Regions from separate parts of the Sus scrofa genome. Here region 1 is linked to region 2. The links are chromatin contacts, called in public HiChIP or PLAC-seq maps. All regions are on one chromosome and are shown on one strand. The core of a region is the stretch at or near the end of the contact, and the rest is flanking DNA. Distances in the headings are between cores, read along the strand shown. Region 1 overlaps LOC110262125 (a long non-coding RNA gene). Region 2 has its middle 21 kb from the start of ARF6.

The links. HiChIP or PLAC-seq counts read pairs in DNA pulled down with a chosen protein or histone mark.
Region 1: a contact with region 2 is called in an H3K27ac HiChIP or PLAC-seq map of alveolar macrophages. The contact joins two enhancer-like sites. A contact is called at or near these places in 1 of 47 Hi-C or Micro-C datasets (epiblast stem cells) and 2 of 2 datasets of contacts at active chromatin or transcription factors (alveolar macrophages and skeletal muscle).

The regions. Positions count from the first base shown.
Region 1 is chr1:179,883,146-179,886,801 of Sscrofa11.1, reverse strand. LOC110262125 (a long non-coding RNA gene) reads left to right here. Exons shown (of 3, transcript XR_002346707.1): 2 at 3,591-3,656. Among named protein-coding and RNA genes, the nearest start is that of VCPKMT, 22 kb to the left of the region's middle. Within about 2 kb of position 2,026, at least 55 of the 83 cell types and tissues checked have an H3K27ac peak or open chromatin away from gene starts, as enhancers often do. A contact at or near this core is called in alveolar macrophages, where this site is marked.
Region 2 is chr1:179,733,083-179,736,818 of Sscrofa11.1, reverse strand. No RefSeq gene overlaps it. Among named protein-coding and RNA genes, the nearest start is that of ARF6, 21 kb to the right of the region's middle. Within about 2 kb of position 1,703, at least 3 of the 83 cell types and tissues checked have an H3K27ac peak or open chromatin away from gene starts, as enhancers often do. A contact at or near this core is called in alveolar macrophages, where this site is marked.

The DNA of each region.
Region 1 (3,656 bases), core at 777-3,276, 150 kb before region 2:
CTCATAGGAGACACTTCAAGAGTCACATTGAGTGCTAAGATTTTTAAAGAGGACACATCTATATGTGCATGAGATTTGCATATAATTTTCTTCTACTCAATATTTGCAGTTACTTTAAAATTTAACGTTTGGCTTTTCTCCAAAGATTGTCATTTTGACTATTTTTCCTTTCTCATTTTTTCTAACTTCCTCATTGTTGTCTCAAATTCCCAACTGGTACATGGGGAGGAGGGGTGGAAATAAGAACAAAATAAGAAAGTCGGAGTTCCCATCGTGGCGCAGTGGTTAACGAATCTGACTAGGAACCATGAGGTTGCGGGTTTGATCCCTGGCCTTGCTCAGTGGGTTAAGGATCCGGCGTTATTGTGAGCTGTGATGTAGGTCGCAGACGAGACTCGGATCCCGAGTTGCTGTGGCTCTGGTGTAGGCCGGCGGCTACAGCTCTGATTGGACCCCTAGCCTGAGAACCTCCATATGCCACTCCCTTGAGTGCGGCCCTATAAATTAAAAAAAAAAAAAAAAGGCTTTGCCTCCCATTTTTTAATTTTTTTTTTTTTTTTTTTTTGGTCTTTTTAGGGCTGTGCCTATGGCATATGGAGGTTCCCAGGCTAGGGGTCCAATCGGAGCTACAGCTGCCAGCCTACACCACGGCCACAGCAACTCAGGATCCAAGCCTCCTCTGTGACCTATACCACAGCTCAGGGCAATGCCGGATCTCTAACCCGCTGCACAAGGCCACAGATTGAACCTGCATCCTCATGGATTCTAGTCAGATTTGTTTCTTCTGGGCCACAATGGGGACTGTCTCCTATTTCTAAAATGTGGTTTTGGTTGCAGTGTGTTGAGGACTAATCTGTAATAGTCATTATCAAACTTGACAGTGGTGGTGGACAGCCTCTAAGACAGCCCCCAAAGATTCCTGCCTCTCAATATGGATAATTTCTCTTAGTCTGGATTTGGATTTGTCTTAAAAAGTCTCAGTCTCTCTTTCTCTCTCTCCCTCTCTCTCTCTCTCTCTCTCTCTCTCTCTCTCTCTCTCTCTCTCACACACACACACACACACACACACACACACCCTAGCTTGGGGGAAAATCCAGCAGAGCCATGTGATGGGGAACCAATGTTTTCAGCTAAAAGTCAAAAAAGACCTGATTGACAGCAGCTTCTCCAGCACAGGCACAGTCTGGAAGTGTTTGCAGCCTGAACCAACACCTTGATTACAGCATCATGAGAACCCCTTAGCCAGAATCCCAAAGCTAAGTCAATCCCACCTTCCTGATGTATAGGAACTTTGGGATAATCAGTGTTGGTTGTTTTTAGCTTCTGTGTTTTAGGGATATTTGTTAGGAAGCAATAGATAACATACACATATGCATCAGAAGCACCTAGATTCTTGGTAAAATGTGTATTTCTGGGTCTTACCACATTCAGTGGATGTGGCCTGAAGTCTTTGCCTTTTCGCCAGGAATCCCAGGAGAATCAGAAGTGAAAACTTTCTGTATGAGCACACACAGCAAAAATAAACACTCCCTGGAAAGGCCTGGGGGGAGAGAAGACTAAGGGGAGTATGGTTGCCAGATAACTTACAGGACACCCAGTTCTATTTGAATTTCAGATAAATAACAAAAAAATGTTTTAGTATAAGCATGCCCCTTGCAGTGTTGGGGACATATTTATACCAAAACATATTTGTTATCTGAAATTCAAATTTAACTGCGTGGTCTGTATTTCTATTTGTTAAAAACTATCTAGAAGGAAAGCCCCACCCAAGTGATGGCCCAGACGGAAATAAAGTGGTGCCTTCTTTTCACAGATGGCAGGATTTTAATCCCTGAGGGATGAGGGGTTTAAAGGTGCTTGGCTGGGCCCTGCCCCTCTTCCACCTGGAAGGCAGACTGCAGACTTAGGGCCCTTAAAATGTTTCTTTGGAGGGTTGGGGTTGGGGGAGGAGTGGTGTGGAGTAGGAGGATGGAGAACTGCTCTGGAAGCCCTCCTCCACGGCCCCGCCCACTCCGAGATGCTGGTGGATCCAAGGAGAGAACAGGATGCAGGGTTGGGTCCAGCCCCTGGTGGCCCAGTGCACCCAGCTCCCTGGAGAAGTTGGTCATGTCTGTGTAGATGTCCCTGCCTGATGGGTTCTACACATGGTGCTGGGAACAAGCTTCTCTGGGTGCAGATGGCATCAGGTTCTTCCAGAGCAGTGAATGAATGCCAGTCTTCCCCCACACCCCTCCAGGAACTCAGATGAATGCAGCTGCTCATAATAAATGTGTGCCTTTCTCATTCTGAGTATGTCTGAGTCTCTGACGAGTTGTATTTATTGTAGCTCTCAGCCTTGTAAAGAGGAGGATGGTTTCAAAGACATTCCCTAATGACTGAGGTTTTAAGAACTCTGGCTTTCACTTCTGTATATGCTTTATTGTCACAGGGAACCGTCTTAATTTTGATGTGTTTATTTTCAACTATGAAACATCTTCAAAGAGATGGGGAATGAATGAGAATATGTGTGGGAGAGAAACGGGGAGAGAGAGAGAGCTTGGCTGGGTAGACTGAAACGTTTAAGGCAGGGATGGAAGAGAATGGCGCAGAAAATGTGCAGCTGCAGTAGAATCAGAGCCTTAAATAAGTGCTTTGAAACCAGACACCAAAAGTGAGGTCACGTCATTCCGAGCTCTGGTTCAGCCTTGCCCAGCGGCCTGACGCAAGCTGAAAAGCCACAGGAGGGGAACTCAGCTGAATCTCTCTCCTGAGTGAAACTGTGGAGGGGACTGAGTTTTTTTTTTTTTTTTTTTTTTTTAGAGGAAGGGAGGAGGTTTAAATCAAATGTACAGAATGTGTTCCCTGGAGGCTCTCAAGGTCTCTAAGCACCTTCACAAGCTGCTTCATAAAACCAGCATGGCCAACACAAAACAAATTTGCAAAGTAGAAGGCCAAGGATGATGTTGCCATTTCATACTTTGTATATCAGGGAGAACCCCACAGGAATTGCTCAGTTCCAGGACCACCACCCCAAATGCGGCTGACTTTGGGGGAAAATGCAATTGACTCTAGACTACAGATGGTTTAAAGCTGGAAGGGGCCTTACCCATCCAGTCCAGGTTCCTCTTTTACAGAGAAGAATCTAGGCTCCCACTTTGGCCTTCCGTTTGGTTCTCTCTGGGTATTTGAAAAATTAATAGCTACCTCAAAGATTTATTGTGAGCATTCATGTAACGATGTATATAAAGCACTTGGTACTTAGTAACTGGGATCTGTTATTATTATTTCACCAGGTCTTTGTATTTAGGCATGTGGCAGTGTTAAGGTCAGAGGGGAGTATTTCAGCATAGGTTAAACAAAACAAAACAAAAAAGAGCCCAGCTTCCTGAGACAGGGTTCATATCTTTGTAGTCTTTTAGCTTGGAAAGAACCACTGCACCATTTAATTCAATTCCTTTGTTTTAGAGCTGATGAAACTCAGGTATAGACAGGTAAGGGCTTGCTCAGGATCCTCCAACTACCTCCTTTTCTGGAACCCCATATCCTGCCAGCAAGGCAGGGAAACTGCCATGTCCTAGAAACTCGACTGAGAGGGTATCTCTTTTCTGCAGGAGCAGATGGGAATTTCTGACACATCAATTCCAATGCTCTGTTGGATTCTTTCAAGCACTGCCACT
Region 2 (3,736 bases), core at 454-2,953:
GGACACAGCATAGCATGTTTGGATAAGGACAGGACATTTGATGTGGAGGAACTTAGGGGAGCTCAAGGAGGTGTGAGGAAGTGAGACTGGAGATAAAGTGAGGGCTGTGGAGAGTTCTTCTAAGCTCTGGTAACAAGTTTCAACTTTATTCATTATGTATTGAAAGCCATTAAAAGGGGCTAAGCAAGAAAAAGACAAGGTCATATTTGAATTTCAAAACTATCCCTTTGGTAGCAATATGGATGTTCCTTTGCTCAGATCCAACCAGGTAAAAAGCATTTCATCCAGGTGAGAAGGGAAACTAAACTAAGAGAGTGGCAGTGGGAGATGGAGAGGAAAGATGGATTCAAGAGGCAGAAATGATCAGACCTATAAGCAAAAGAATGTAGAGAGTAAAGAGAGATCCATCAAAGGCAAGTTCAAAGCTTTTAGCATGATCAGCTAGTGGGATATTGCTAGCACTAAATGAGACAAAGAATGTGAGGCCAGTGTGAGAGAGCTAAGGCAAAGGAAATGAAGGAAAAAATACCTATTTCTGACCTAGTGAGTTGGAAGAGTCCACAGTTGTCCTGTGAGCAGTTGAATATGAAAGAGTGGAGTTTCATATTCAATGAAATGTAGGGGTTATAGCCATTGGCAAGTGTCAGTTTAAGCATCAAAAAGAAATGAAATCAACCAGGAAATATAGAATGAAAAGTATCTACTTTTAGGAGTTCCTGTTGTGGTTCAGAGGGTTAAGAATCCAACTAGTGTCCATGAGGATGTGTGTTCAATCCCTGGCCTCGATTAATGGGTTAAGGATTCGGTGTTGCCATGAGCTGCAGCGTAGGTCACAGATGTGGCTCATATCATATGTTGCTATTGCTGCCTGGGAACTTCCATATGGCATGGGTGCAGCCCTGAAAAGAAAAAAGAGGAAAAAAAAAAAAGTATCTTCGTTTACCTAGATCTTCACATTTTTCTCCAATACTCTACTCTTAGAAAGTCTGTGTCCTCTCTCTTTATTTATTACCAGACTTTTCCACTTGTACATCCTGCCATCACCTCAAGCATAAATGAATCTAATGACACAAGTCAAAAATGGCTGAATATTAGAATGACATATGTTTCGACCTTAGTAACTGGCATTTCACAACTGCATTATCACAGCACTTTCCTAGCTTTCTTACCTCCCGGCTCACTTCCTTATAATTCATATTGCCAAATATTTCTCATCCCTTTCTTCATAGATTATTCTCCTGCTCAGAACTTTTTAGCAATGCCCTGTTAATCACTATAGCCAAGCTAAGCTCCACACTCAATTTCCATCACTTCTCAACATTATTCTCCACCTTATAGGTCTGGACTCCTCAGTGTCCCATGAAGCAATCCACAGTGTTCATTTCATCCTTTGTGTATGTTGTACTGCTAATCTAATTTCCTCCTCTCAGCTTCTCCAAGTCCTATTGAACATTTAAAGCAGTATTTCTCAACTTTTTGACTATTTCCCTTTGACAAAACTAACTCAAAACCCATTCTCAACCTGTTTTATCCTTGTCCTCTCCACTAGCAAGGCTAGAAAAATTAACTGCTGGCTCAGCAGTTTACAAAACCAACTAGAATCCTAGAGAATGTGGGTTTGATCCCTGGCCTTGCTCAGAGGATCTGGAGTTGCCGTAAGCTGTGGTGTCGGTCTCAGACTTGGCTCAGATTCTGTGTTGCTGTGGCTTTGATGTAGGCACAGCTCTGATTCAATCCTTAGCCTGGGGAATTCCATATGCCGCAGATAAGGCCCTAAAAAGCAAAAAAAAAAAAAAAAAAAGGAAGAAATTTCAGTGCCTATTTTCTGAGCCTCTTTTGGAACTAGGAGAGGCCATGTAATATAGGTCTGGCCAACAGTGCTGTGTACCTTCTCCTTTTTGCCTTAAAGATGGGCACAGTACCCAGAGCTGCAGCAAGCATCATGGGATCATAGACAAGTCAGCCCGTTAAGGATTACAGCCTGGTAGAACACAGATTGCAAGGTCCCTGATTACATCCCTAGGCCATACCAGGCCAGGATTTCCTATCTCTGGACTTAAACTATGGAAGAAAATAAGCCCTTAATTGTTTAGGCTATAATTGCCTGTCTTGTTTGTTTGTTGTTGTTTGCTACAGAAAAAAAAAAATTCCAAATGAATATACATAGATGCTTCCATTATTTATTTTCAAACAGTAACATACCCTTTACAGCTAATAAATTCATGTGAGACTTTTTATGCACAAAAATTAACATTCACTTGATAGTTCCAACATACATCTAATAAACAGTCAGCTGAGATGTGTAGACACTTATCTCCCATCAGTTACAGCTTTTTGCAGAAGCTCGTCTCTTTGAGGGTCAGAGAGTCTAGGAAATGAAGACATTGAACATTAAGGAGCGAGTTTCAGTTCTTCATAGCAGTATGTTTAAGTTATTCTGTAAGCATTTGGTTCTCCTTTACTGCAACTAAAAAGAGAGGTCTGTTAGCAAATTTTTATATATTAATGTTTTGCTTCCATTCTAAAAAGAGATGGAGAGTTCCCATCATGGCTTGGAGTTCCCATCATGGCTGAGTGGAAACAAATCTGACTAGCATCCATGAGGACACACGTTCAATCCCTGACCTCGCTCAGTGGTTTAAGGATCCAGCCTTGCTGTGAGCTGTGGTTTAAGGATCCAGCCTTGCTGTGAGCTGTGGTTTAAGAATCCAGCCTTGCTGTGAGCTGTGGTGTAGGACTCCTAGCCTGGAACCTCCATATGCTTTGGGTACAGCCCTAGAAAGACAAAAAAATAAAAATAAAAAATAAAGAAGAGATGTGTGACCCCCTCAGAGTAAACTCTGATATACCCTCTGTCCTGATCTGGACAGATGACCACTCCATGCTATGGTAGACATCCTCTGAGGTGGCCCTCAGTGTCCCCCATCTCCAGGTATTTGTATCTCTCTTTAATCTGCTCTCCTGGAGTGTGGGCTGGATTTAATTGCTAGGTCATATAGTAACTCTTTGTTTACCATTTTTAGGAACAGCCAAACTATTTTTCCAAGGTCACTGCAGCATTTTACAATTCAGATAGACTACTTTTTACCATGGAGAAAAATGCAAACTATTTAATCTGGGTTTTCCATCCTGTATAAAATGGGATGATTCCATGGAGTTCCTGTCATGGCTCAGTGATAACAAATCTGACTGGTATCCATGAGGATGAGAATTCAATCCCTGGCTTCTCTCAGTGAGTTAAGGATCCGTCATTGCTGTGAGCTGTGGTGTAGGTTGCAGACGTGGCTCGGATCCCGCCTTACTGTTGCTGCTGTGTAGGCTGGCAGCTGTAGCTCCAATTCAACCCCTAGCCTGGGAACCTCCATATGCCACAGGTGCAGCCCTAAAAAGACCAACAAAAGGGGGAGAGGGGCGGTAATTCCAAAACTAAAGACTAACATTTGGGAAGCACTTGCATGTACCTATACAGTTATAGGTAACTTCTAAGATTTTAGTAATTTAATCCTCTGTGATAGGGTTGTCCGTTAGAATAAGGGACACTTTGTGAAATTTAAATTTCAGATTTACAAATGAATATTTTTAGTATGACTATGTCCTATGCATCTTGCCCAAGGTCTCATAGCCATATATGCTAGAAGGTGCCAGGATGGGAAATCAGACAGTCTGACTCTGGAAAAACCACTGTCAATCACTAGTAACTTTAAGCAGTTCTCACAAGATAAATTAAGTACATTTA